Linked DNA regions of Mus musculus: region 1 is linked to region 2. A link is a contact called in public HiChIP or PLAC-seq data. All regions are on one chromosome and are shown on one strand. Each heading gives the region's core, a stretch centred on a gene start, on an enhancer-like site or on the middle of the called end of the contact. The rest is flanking DNA. Distances are from core to core; before and after follow the strand shown. Region 1 overlaps Slc2a1 (solute carrier family 2 (facilitated glucose transporter), member 1). Region 2 has its middle 25 kb from the start of Gm12865.

The links. HiChIP or PLAC-seq counts read pairs in DNA pulled down with a chosen protein or histone mark.
Region 1: an H3K27ac HiChIP or PLAC-seq map of trophoblast stem cells shows a contact between it and region 2, with 19 read pairs. The contact joins two enhancer-like sites. A contact is called at or near these places in 5 of 39 promoter capture datasets (the 3T3-L1 cell line, embryonic stem cells, fetal liver and 1 more), 1 of 15 datasets of contacts at CTCF or cohesin (the NIH/3T3 cell line), 16 of 484 Hi-C or Micro-C datasets (the 3T3-L1 cell line, CD8 T cells, the G1E-ER4 cell line and 9 more), 20 of 115 datasets of contacts at active chromatin or transcription factors (the HPC-7 cell line, bone marrow-derived dendritic cells, bone marrow-derived macrophages and 14 more) and 1 of 9 other capture datasets (embryonic stem cells).

Annotation. Positions count from the first base shown.
Region 1 is chr4:119,122,416-119,127,643 of GRCm38.p6, forward strand. All of the region lies in intron 2 of Slc2a1 (solute carrier family 2 (facilitated glucose transporter), member 1), which reads left to right. Among named protein-coding and RNA genes, the nearest start is that of Gm12867, 7.1 kb to the right of the region's middle. Within about 2 kb of position 3,761, at least 233 of the 459 cell types and tissues checked have an H3K27ac peak or open chromatin away from gene starts, as enhancers often do. A contact at or near this core is called in trophoblast stem cells, where this site is marked.
Region 2 is chr4:119,020,703-119,025,595 of GRCm38.p6, forward strand. No RefSeq gene overlaps it. Among named protein-coding and RNA genes, the nearest start is that of Gm12865, 25 kb to the left of the region's middle. Within about 2 kb of position 1,584, at least 25 of the 459 cell types and tissues checked have an H3K27ac peak or open chromatin away from gene starts, as enhancers often do. A contact at or near this core is called in trophoblast stem cells, where this site is marked.

The DNA of each region.
Region 1 (5,228 bases), core at 2,511-5,010, 100 kb after region 2:
ATGCCAGAATACACATGTATCCTCCCCCATACACAAATAAGTGTAATTTAGTCAAAGTTCAGTATGGGGACATGAGGGAAAAGGGTTCAAAAATGGCTTTTACATGTCTGGTTCAGGGGAGCAGCTAGTAGGTGCAAGGCGGCAGGAGTTAGTTAGTCTGTAGGTGTAAGGTATCAGGAATTAGTTTATAGGCACGAGGTTGTTGGCCACCTCGAGGATCTGAGTGGTTTCTTGTTCACAGGCTGAAGAGTGAGTGAATGATGGTCACTGCTATCTGGGTGGGCATGGGGGAAGATCTGTGATGTAAAGAGAGCAAAGGTCAGCTCTTGGACATCCCCAGTGACAGATGGAAAGGACCCTAGGAAGAGAAGCTGACATCTAAAACCAAACAGGAGTGCAGGGCATGGTGCTGTACACCTAGAATCCCCGTGGAGATGTAAGAAGTGGAGGCAGGAGGCTCCAGAGTTCTACATAAGACCTTGGCTACATAGCAAGTCTGAGGCCAGTGTGGTCTACATAAGACCCTGTTTCCAAAATGCTAGTATAGAATATAGGACCCAGAAACGGCAACTTCACAAGGTGGAGGGAAGATCTGAGGTCTTGAAGGATGAGGGTCTTTGTCAAGCTTGTTCTCCACTGTCCTTGTAAGGGCAGTGCTTGTCATAGTAATAGGCTCACACTCCAGTAAAGGAGCAGAGACCCAGTCTAAACTGGACTGCTGAAATAGCAGTGGTGGCTTTGTGGCTGCAAAGAGCAGTTAGATGTGCAGTGTGTGAAGATGTCTCCTTGCATTAGTTTGAAGAGAGGAAGGGAGAGAGAGTAGACTTGGTAGGTAGAGAAGAGAGAAGTCCTAATGGCTGGATGGCTTGCCTAAGGTTGCTGTTTGTGTTGGGATTTTTTATATTATTATTATCATTCCAGATTCCTTTTAGAAACATGTTGTAAGGCATCAGTAGAGGAGAGGAGAAAGCTAAGGAGGTAGGTTAGGCAGTCCTTAGGAGGCAGCTGTTGGGCAGGAGCCTGGGAGACTGGGGGGTAGGAGGTGGGGGCAAGCAAAGCTGGAATGGGTTTGTCTGATGTGGAGACTTCCTAGCTAGTAAGAAACGGTGGGAGGCCAGTGCTGGGGTGAAGGTGGCCAGACCTGCTGCTCGCTGTGTCTGAGGACAGGTAAACGAGTGAGTTGCATGTATGAGAGCAGCCATTCTCTCAATACTCATAAGAGACCTGTCCAAAAGGACAGGAGCCAGACTTGAGAATGACCGTGATGGAGTGACATTCCTGAGCCAAACGCAGCGGTGTTAGTCTGTCCATTTCTGCGCTTTGCAGACACTTCTCACAAGCCTGGCTGGGTTTTTCCATTTATCATGAGGAGAGGATGAAAGTAGCAAGGGTAGGACATGGACATGCGACCCAGCTAGTATAGTGCAGAGTGGACCCATTGCCCAAGGAAGGCGCCATTCAATTCTGCCAGCATTGGCAACCAACAAGCACTTACTTACCCAGCATCCCGCCTGTCAGACCCCGCCCTCTGCAGCAAGGAGATAGGGCTGCGAACTCAACACAGTCTCCTAAGGTCACCCCATCTAGAGGGGATGGTGGGGGAGACTTCTAGGAGGAGAGTGGGTGGGAATCTGTGATGGGTCGGTTCAGGACCCTCACATCCCCCATGTGTACTGAAATCTGGACAGTCAAGACCTCACAGGGAATGTAGCACAGCGCTGCCCGAGCCCGTGCACAGCCCTCCTCACACTGTGTCTTCCCACATCACCTGCATCAGAGACCAGGGAAGCCCTGTGGTCAGAAGTTGCTGGACTTGCTGCATTGTTTAGGGATTAAAGACAAAACAGTTTGTCCGTGGTCAGTACAGATGCAGTTCTCTTACAAATATTTGTGTTCCCCAGCCGGTCGAACCGATTTGAAAAGAGCAGAGGGTTAGGGGAGGGCAGCAGCAGAAAGACATGAGGATTTGGCAGCCCATTCATACCTGGAGGGGGAGAGTGATCCCGCAGCAAGGAGGTCAGATGCCTAGGCAAAAAGTGTCATGGAAGGGGCTCTCTGATGTGGACTCTGTCTATCCACACTGGGTACTTTTGTCTGTTCTGAGTACTTCTCTGAGGGAGTGAGGCTAGGTGGCCCATCTCTCAAAGCAGCTTTGCCCACAGTGAGAAGACATTCACTGGGAATTTGTTCTTTGCCATAAAACAGGCCTGAAAGGCTTCTGCCGGAAGCGGTAATTAATCATGATATTATCTTAAATGTTTATATTGCACCTGCCCTCAAATTACCTCCTCTCCCTGCACCTTGTAAACCTGGCACACAGACTAGACTGTCTTTCTTTCGTGGCTGAGGAAAGCAAGGTTGGCTGGCAAGTGAAGGGCTGAGCTGGGGTGGGAGGGGAGGAATAGGGGAGCCTGGCCACTGGGAGGCAGCAAGTGACAGTGACACCCAAATACCACCCTGGGCTGACCTACACTTGATGAGGGGTAGGACCAAGCACCCTGGAGAAAGGCATTTCTGGAACCCAGAGGCTGCTGGGAGGAGCCTGATGTTAGCTCAGCCCTTCTTATTTGACAAGGGAGGATCCTGGTGTGCAGAGGAAGTGAGGCCTTGCCCTAAGTGACCTGGCCTGGCCAGTGACAGAAATAACCTCAGTTGAGAACCTGCCTCCCACCCCTAGCCCAGCACCTCTGGGGCTGAGCTACTCTAAGCTCGAGACCAGCCTCTTATCTCTCTGGGGATGCCAACAGCCATAGTGCTGTCCACCACACAAACCCTTACAGCTTTCTTTTTCTCCTCTAGGTATTCTAAGTGCCTTAAAGGTGGTCCTTCAGTTGTTCTCATGATAACCTCGCTAAGTAGGCCCCATAACCTCCATTTTGTAAGAAAGAAGCACAGAGATGTGATGAAACTACACCAAGGACACACAGCTAGCACAGAGCAGAGCTGGAGTTTAAATCCAGGGGGTCTGGTTCTGTTGTATGCTCTGTGCTCAACCTTTGGGAGACAGGCACTGAGCAATGGGGGTGGATTTTCTCTTTCTCTTTCTCTTCTTCCCCTCTCTCTCCCTCTTACTGTCCCCCTTCCCCTCCCTCTCCCTCGTGTCCTTCCCTCTCCCTGCCTCTCCCTCTCCTTCCCTCTCCCTCTCCTTTCTTTCTTCCCCTACTTCTGTCCCTGGACCCTTGCTCACACTTGTTGCACTGCTGGCCCACTCCCACTGTGCTGAGCTCAGAGCTGAGTCAAGTCCGGTCATGTACAGATCTATCTCAAGAACTTCCCACACAATAGTTACGCAATTCCTCACGCCGTCACAGCCCGTCATTGCAAGCCCCCCCTTGTTCCCTGCACCCAGCAGCAGTGACACTCAAATCAGACCATGTTGAAGTCTGCTCTTGATCATAGTGTCTTCTAGTCAGCTGTTCAAAGACCGCAATAGAAACATGGACGGGCACAGTAGGGCAGAGGTGGCAGTTGGCCCTAATGATGTTTTTCAACCTTAGCACCACGGGTACTTTGCACTGGACAGCCCTTTGGTATTTATTGTGATGGGCTGTCCTGTATTCAGTAGTAGGATGCCAGCAGCCAGTGTGACCGCAGGCACTGTAGACATACTTTGATGGAGGAGGGGTGCTGGCCAGGGGAACTTCCCAGAGGGGAACTGCATTCCCTGAAAGGTGATCAAATAGAAGGAAAGAGCAGTCTGAGATGTGGGTGTTACTGTCTGCCCAGAGGATATGAGTCAGAGTGCTGCTGAAGAAACTCTTCATCCTGAGGGCTGAGGTGGCCCTGGCTGCTGGGCTGCCACAGTGAGGTGAAGCTCTCTCTGTGTCTGTGTGAGAAGCCCCTCCAGGCTGTAGAGCAGGGAAGGGACCCACTAGCCAGGGCAGAGAGGCCTGTCCTTGGTGAGGAAGAAGACCAATTCTAGACTCTGAAGCATCCTTCACTGCTGCTGCTGCTCTCAGCTTTAACCTGAGCCTCTTCCTTTAGGTTTCAGAGGGGGCTCTGGAGATGCAGCGGGTGGGACTGTCCAGCCCCACCTGCAACATCTGGCCCTGGGTTCATAGCTGACTCTCAGGTGTGGTTGCACTGTTATAGAGACATCTGAGCTCTGGGCTGAGCTGAGGGAAAGAGGTTCAGGGGCCTAGCAAAGATGAGAGGCTGGGAGTACGGGTCAAGACCAGACTGAGAGACAGCTGGACAATTTGACCCTTTCCTCCTTGTAAGAGAGAGGGAAGATGGTGGGCCTATAAGAAGGGCCATATCCCCACAGAACATGGGGGAAGAGCTGAGGGGATCACTCTGGGATGGGAGAGAAGATTCAGGCCCGGAAGCAGAATATCCAAGGATAGGTACTGGGAGGAGCCAGAGGTCCCCAAACACAGCTCTGCCGCAGTCTCAAATCCTGGGTCAGTTCAGCAGGGTGGCCAGGCTAGCCAGCACCCCATGTGGCCTGTAAGCCTTTCACATGTTGAAAGGGTTGAAAGAAAAGCAAGTGACAGAGGCTGTATGTGGCTTCAGACTTAGCCTTCCTATGAATGTTTCCTCACATGGCTCTGGGTCACTCACCCTTCCTGAGGTGGGGGAGCCACTTATCAAAAACCCAAGAGCCCAGGGCTTCTGCTCTCGGGGGCCACAGAACCTTAGGGTTTCTGAGTCAAGCCCTAGTTCCCTCAGGTTCTTCTTGCCCCATATAGCTTACATAGCCCCTGGCAATGTAAGCCGGGAACCCTATCTCAGTGCTCCCCTGTGGTTTAGGGTTTTTGGTTTTTGTTTTTAATTTTGATTGTTTTTGCTGCTCTGAGGCTTGAGCAGAGGTCCTGGTGTGCTAAGTGGTCACACCTTAGGTCACACCTTAGATCCCCTCCCTCTTGCTTCTCTCTGAAAGGTGGCTTCTCTCCTGGGGAGCACAAATGGCATCAATAACGCCTTATTCTGTGAGCAGGCTACGTGTTCTGCCTCACATCCCTTTACAGACACCACCCTGCCACCACAGAGAGGAAGTGCTCACTTCCTCTGTAGAGAGCAGGCATCGCACACACAGTTGCCTGGGTCTTAGGATTTCCAAGAAGCTCTTGGGCATGTGCAGGTCCCCCGCCTCACTAAGGGAACAGGTAGTGTGGAGTAGCTCTTTTTTGCAAGCTGTCCCAGCCCAGGGACCTCAGCTGCACAGAGCCAACGCACTTCCCATGAGTGTGGTCAAGGAAGCCCGAGTACCCTCTGCACTAACAGAG
Region 2 (4,893 bases), core at 334-2,833:
AGACCACGTTCTCTTCTTATTAACCTGCAGTGGCACTCTGAGACTCTGCTCTCCCAACATTATTCATTCCTACTAGCCTCCCATAGGTCTCAGCTCCAAATACTACTGATATTTTTTCACAATTTAGCCCTCAATACACGAACATTTGGGGCATATACCCCAGCCAGGGAAGTCACAAAGACAACCAACACCATCCAAAACATTGCCACCAGCTCTGCCACCACCGTGTCTATGAAGGCAGAGTGTCCCTAAGATCATTTGAGTCAACATCATCACTTTCTTTACCCCCAAACCCCCCATCCCAGCACTGTCATCTTAGCGCCCAAATGTGACAGTTATCCACCAGCCCACCATTGTCCTTACACTGTGACCAGCACTGACATCATTGTGCCTACTGCTTTCATCATCACCACTGTGACACTAGCCACCACCATCATCACCATAAGCTACTGCCCCCAGCCAAAGCCAATACTGTGTTGCCATAACTACGATCAACATTAGCATCCTATGGCCATCACCTACCAGCTATTTGAGAAACCTGCTGTTTGTCTCTGCCTAATTCTCTGCAGAATAGAAAACAGTGGGTAGGCAAATGTCAAGTTCTACTTGTTGTCCTGGCTCCCCACAATGGCATGGACTCTTGCTTCCCATTAACAGCTGCTTCAGAATAGACTAAGCGATTCACTGGGGAACAGCCATACATGCCTGGAAAGCATGGGAGTGATTTTGGAAACTACCTCTCCCTGCTTAAGAAATCAAGAAGTTAGCTCCACTGGCAGAGCTGCAGACCCTTCCGTCCTCCTCCATACATGCTGGGCCATTCCAGATATCTCAAACCCTCCAATGTATGCTTGCCTTTGCTCCTCAAATCTTAAGTTCCTTTAGAGCAGAACCATTCATGAAAAGAACATTGCCCGAGAGCCAAAGCCCTGGGTCCCAGCTTTGCTCCCAAGCTAATCTCTGAATGGCCTTGAGAAACACTCCTCTCCCCATCACAGGCCACAGGAATAGATCTAATTCGGGTGCTATACAGACTATTTTGGATCTGAGACACTTCCTGGCAGGACTGAGCCCTTGTTTCCAGAAGGTTCTTTTGGAGTAGAAGACCCAGCAGTGTCAAGTGTGCTTGGCTCCCGTTCCGTGAGCCTTGTCTCTTGAAGTCATCATCTGCCAGGAAGAGCTGTGTGACCTCATAGCTCCTGTCCTCCAGGCACAGCGGAGTCTGAAGGGTTAAGCCAGCCAGGGCTTGTGAGCAACTAACTTCAGATGAAAGGTTGCACCAGAGAACAGTCATGTGGCTGTTGTGGTTGGCAGGTCAGGGGCAGTGGGACCAGGCTAGGTCCCGAAGGAAACCCCCTCCTGGTCTCACCAGAACAAAGTGGTGTTTTGCAAAAATGCCATTGTTCTTGGCTAAGTCTTTCCCATCCCAGCATAAACCAGGAAGCGGGGCTTCCTTTCTCGGGCGAGACCCTTATGTCCCCCACCAGTGGGGGTGGAGGGAGAACAGAGCTTTCCTTAGCTTGAGTGGTCTGCCTGTGCTCCAGCCGAAGAGCAGAGGCTGCTGCCTGACTAAAACCAAAGCTCTCCATGCCGGGGTGTTTGTGTGTGTGTGTGCGCGCGCACGCACACGCACGCGCACATGCACGAGCATGCTTTCTGCATAAGGAAAGAGGGTTACCTAGTCCAGTCTCTTGTCTCCAAAAAGGACTCCATACACAGGCCAAGACGTGAGAAATACCACTGCCATCATCTCTCACCTCTTTGTCTCCTGCTGTCTGTCCCTCACACATACCGGTCATGTCTGCCTGTGGCCTCCTACGTGCTGGAACTCTCCCCCGCCCTTTGCCTGGGGGCTCCTTGTGGTCTTTCAGGGGTCTGTTCTAACCTTGCTGAAGCAGTAAACAATTTGGTTTCTTGTTCAGTCTCTTCTTTCCTGACCTCTGCCAGATCCACAAGAAGAGATAAAAGAACCGTGTCTGTCACTCACCACCATATCCCCAGCATCTGGACATGTGTGTGTGTGTGTGTGTGTGTGTGTGTGTGTGTTTGTGGTGTATTTGTGGGGTGTATATGTGTCTGTGCGTGTGCCTGTGTGTGTGTGTGTATGTGGTGAATTTGTAGAGTGGGGGAGTGTATTTGTGTGGGGGTGTATGTATGTGTGTGTGTGTATGGTGTGATGTATTTGTGTGTGTGATATGAATGTATATGTGTGTGGTGTGTTTGTGGTGTGTGTGTGGGTATAGTGTGGTGTATGTGTGTATATATATGGTGTGGTGTGTGTGTGGTATATATGGTGTGTGTGGTGCATGTGTATATATGTGTATTTGTGGTATACTTGTGGTATGATGTGGTATAGGGGTTTGATGCATAGCATGTGTGTGGTATGTGTATATGGTGTATGTGTGTGCAGTGTATGGTGTGTGTATGTGTGTATAATGTATGTCGTGTATGTGTATGTGGTGTGGTATATATGGTGTATGTATGTGTGTGCGTGGTATGTGTGTGGTGTGTGTGTGCTGTGTACAGAGTATGGGGTAGGTGGTCATATGAGTTTGTGTGTTTATGTGTGTGTCCAGTTCATACTGGGTAGGGCAAACAAGGCACAGTCTCCAAGCAAAGAAAATCCTTTCTTCCACACTCAGATTAGAACAGTCTCAGATTTGAGCATCCAGATAATCCATTTCCAAAATGGGAAACTGAGGCTTAGAGCCTAGAAGGGGGCCCAGGCCTGGTTAGTACTGACAAAGAAGAGCTGAGCTAGCTGCAAGTCCTGGCACCAGCACTTCTGAACAAGTCGCATCACCTGGTTTCCAAGCCAAGGCACAGCCTGCTCTGATCCTCTTCACACACAAGACTCAGCACATCCAGGCTCCCATTACTGGATCACCCCAGCACTCCCCTACTGCCTCAATCGGCAGACTGGGGAGGGGGTGCACATGCAGTAACACTCAGGCATCTGGAGTGACCCAAAGAACACAGAGCCCAGCTTTCCTCCCTCTTAACAGCTTTGTGTGAATGTAAAAAGTGAAGAGGCAACTAATAATGTTTCTTTATATGACCTCAAAAAAATCAAAACCAAAACTAAACTTTAAAAACCTGTCAAGCGCCGGGCGTGGTGGAGCACGACTTTAATCCCAGCACTCGGGAGGCAGAGGCAGACAGATTTCTGTGAGCTCAAGGCCAGCCTGGTGTACAAAGTGAGTTCAGGACAGCCAGGACTCTGTTAGAAAGAGAAACTCTGTCTTGAAAATAATAATAACAATAATAATAAAAATGTAAAAGCTGTCAATATGTCTATTTTTGTTTCTATAGATTTTTCTTAAACAGATGGATCATTTGCATAAATATTAGTGGATGGCTAGATAGATAATGGATAGTGTTATGAAATATAATACAGAGTGGGGAGGTACCTGGCGGGTCCATGCCAAGGTGCCCTCTGGGAAATTATGCCATGTAACAAATGAGGGCCTGGATAATAGGGAGCTGAAAGGGAGCAGAGCCTTGAAGGAAGAGAATGGGGACACAGAAGGGCAGAAAGGGAGAGAAAGACTGAGGGAACACATGGGAACAGACAGAGAGAGAGAACTGAGGTGGCTGGTCTTTTATATGCCACACCTGGTAAAGGCAGCAGGAGGTGACTTAAACCATTGCTCGGGCCCTGGGAAGAGGAGCCTAGAGGAACTAACTACCGGTAGGCCAGTAGATAGGACACCTCCTCCTGGCAGCGACTGGGTGGATTAAATGAATCAATGCCCCTAGCACAAACAGGTGCCTAAGTGATGCTGGATCCCTGGACATCACGTGCTCACTCTTCAGAGGGGACACTTGCTTTCCAGGCCAGGACCATCTGAACATTGTGCCCTTCACAAATGTTCACCAGCCAGTGGGGTGAGGTAAAGTCCAGTTTAAGAATTGTTTTCTTGGGGGCTGGAGAGGTGGGCCCACAGTTATGAGCACTCACTGCTCTTTCGGAGAACCCAGGTTCAGTTCCCAGCAGCCACGTGGCCACTCATCGACCATCTGATGGAACTCCGACTGCAGGCAATTCAGTGATTTCTTCGGGCCTCTACCGGCACCAACATGATACAGTACAAACACTTATGAGCAAGCAAACCAATCATACCCCCTCCCAAATAAAAATAAGGCTTTTAAATATATATATATATATATATATATATATTGGACTGGAGACATGGCTCTGCAGTTAAGAGCACTTCCAGCTCTTGCAGAGGACCCAAGTTTGCTTCCCAGCTCCCACATTAGGGGGCTCAGAACCACCTATAATTCCAGCTTCAAAAACTTCGGCGTGTGTATCTGTAAGACACAGATATACAGATATAAAAGGAAACAAAACTCATTTTTTTTTATTTTTTAGTAATTGTTTTCTTGAAGCTCCGGAGTAGGGCCTTTGCATAGCATGGGTCAAGGTCTTGGATTCAATCCCCTGCATGGAAGACAACAACCATAATAACAATAACAACATTTTCTGACGTTGACTATAACTTCGGGGGAGGGCAAGACCGGGAAGGTTGGATTTGGGTTTTTTGTTTGTTTGGCCGGCTGGTTTTTGTGGGGGTCTTATTTGCCTGTTTGTGTGTTGTTCTGTTTTGGGTTTGGGGTTTTGCATACTCTTTACATAATAATTTAAACTTCCAGGTAGAACACTAAGGGAGTTGGGGAATGGCAGGTCCTCCAGTTCAGCTGACTCAAACTCTTGCTTCCAGAAACAGGGGTTGGGGGTGCAAAGGAAGAGGGAGCTGCCTCCTGTGTTTTTCCTAGTTCCTTTGTTTATCTCTCAGCTTGGCTTGGTGGGTTTACAGAGGAATGCCTAGCAGGGGATTTTGTGCCCCAAATCAAGGACGAGATAAGAACAGAAGAAATTCCAAACAAAGA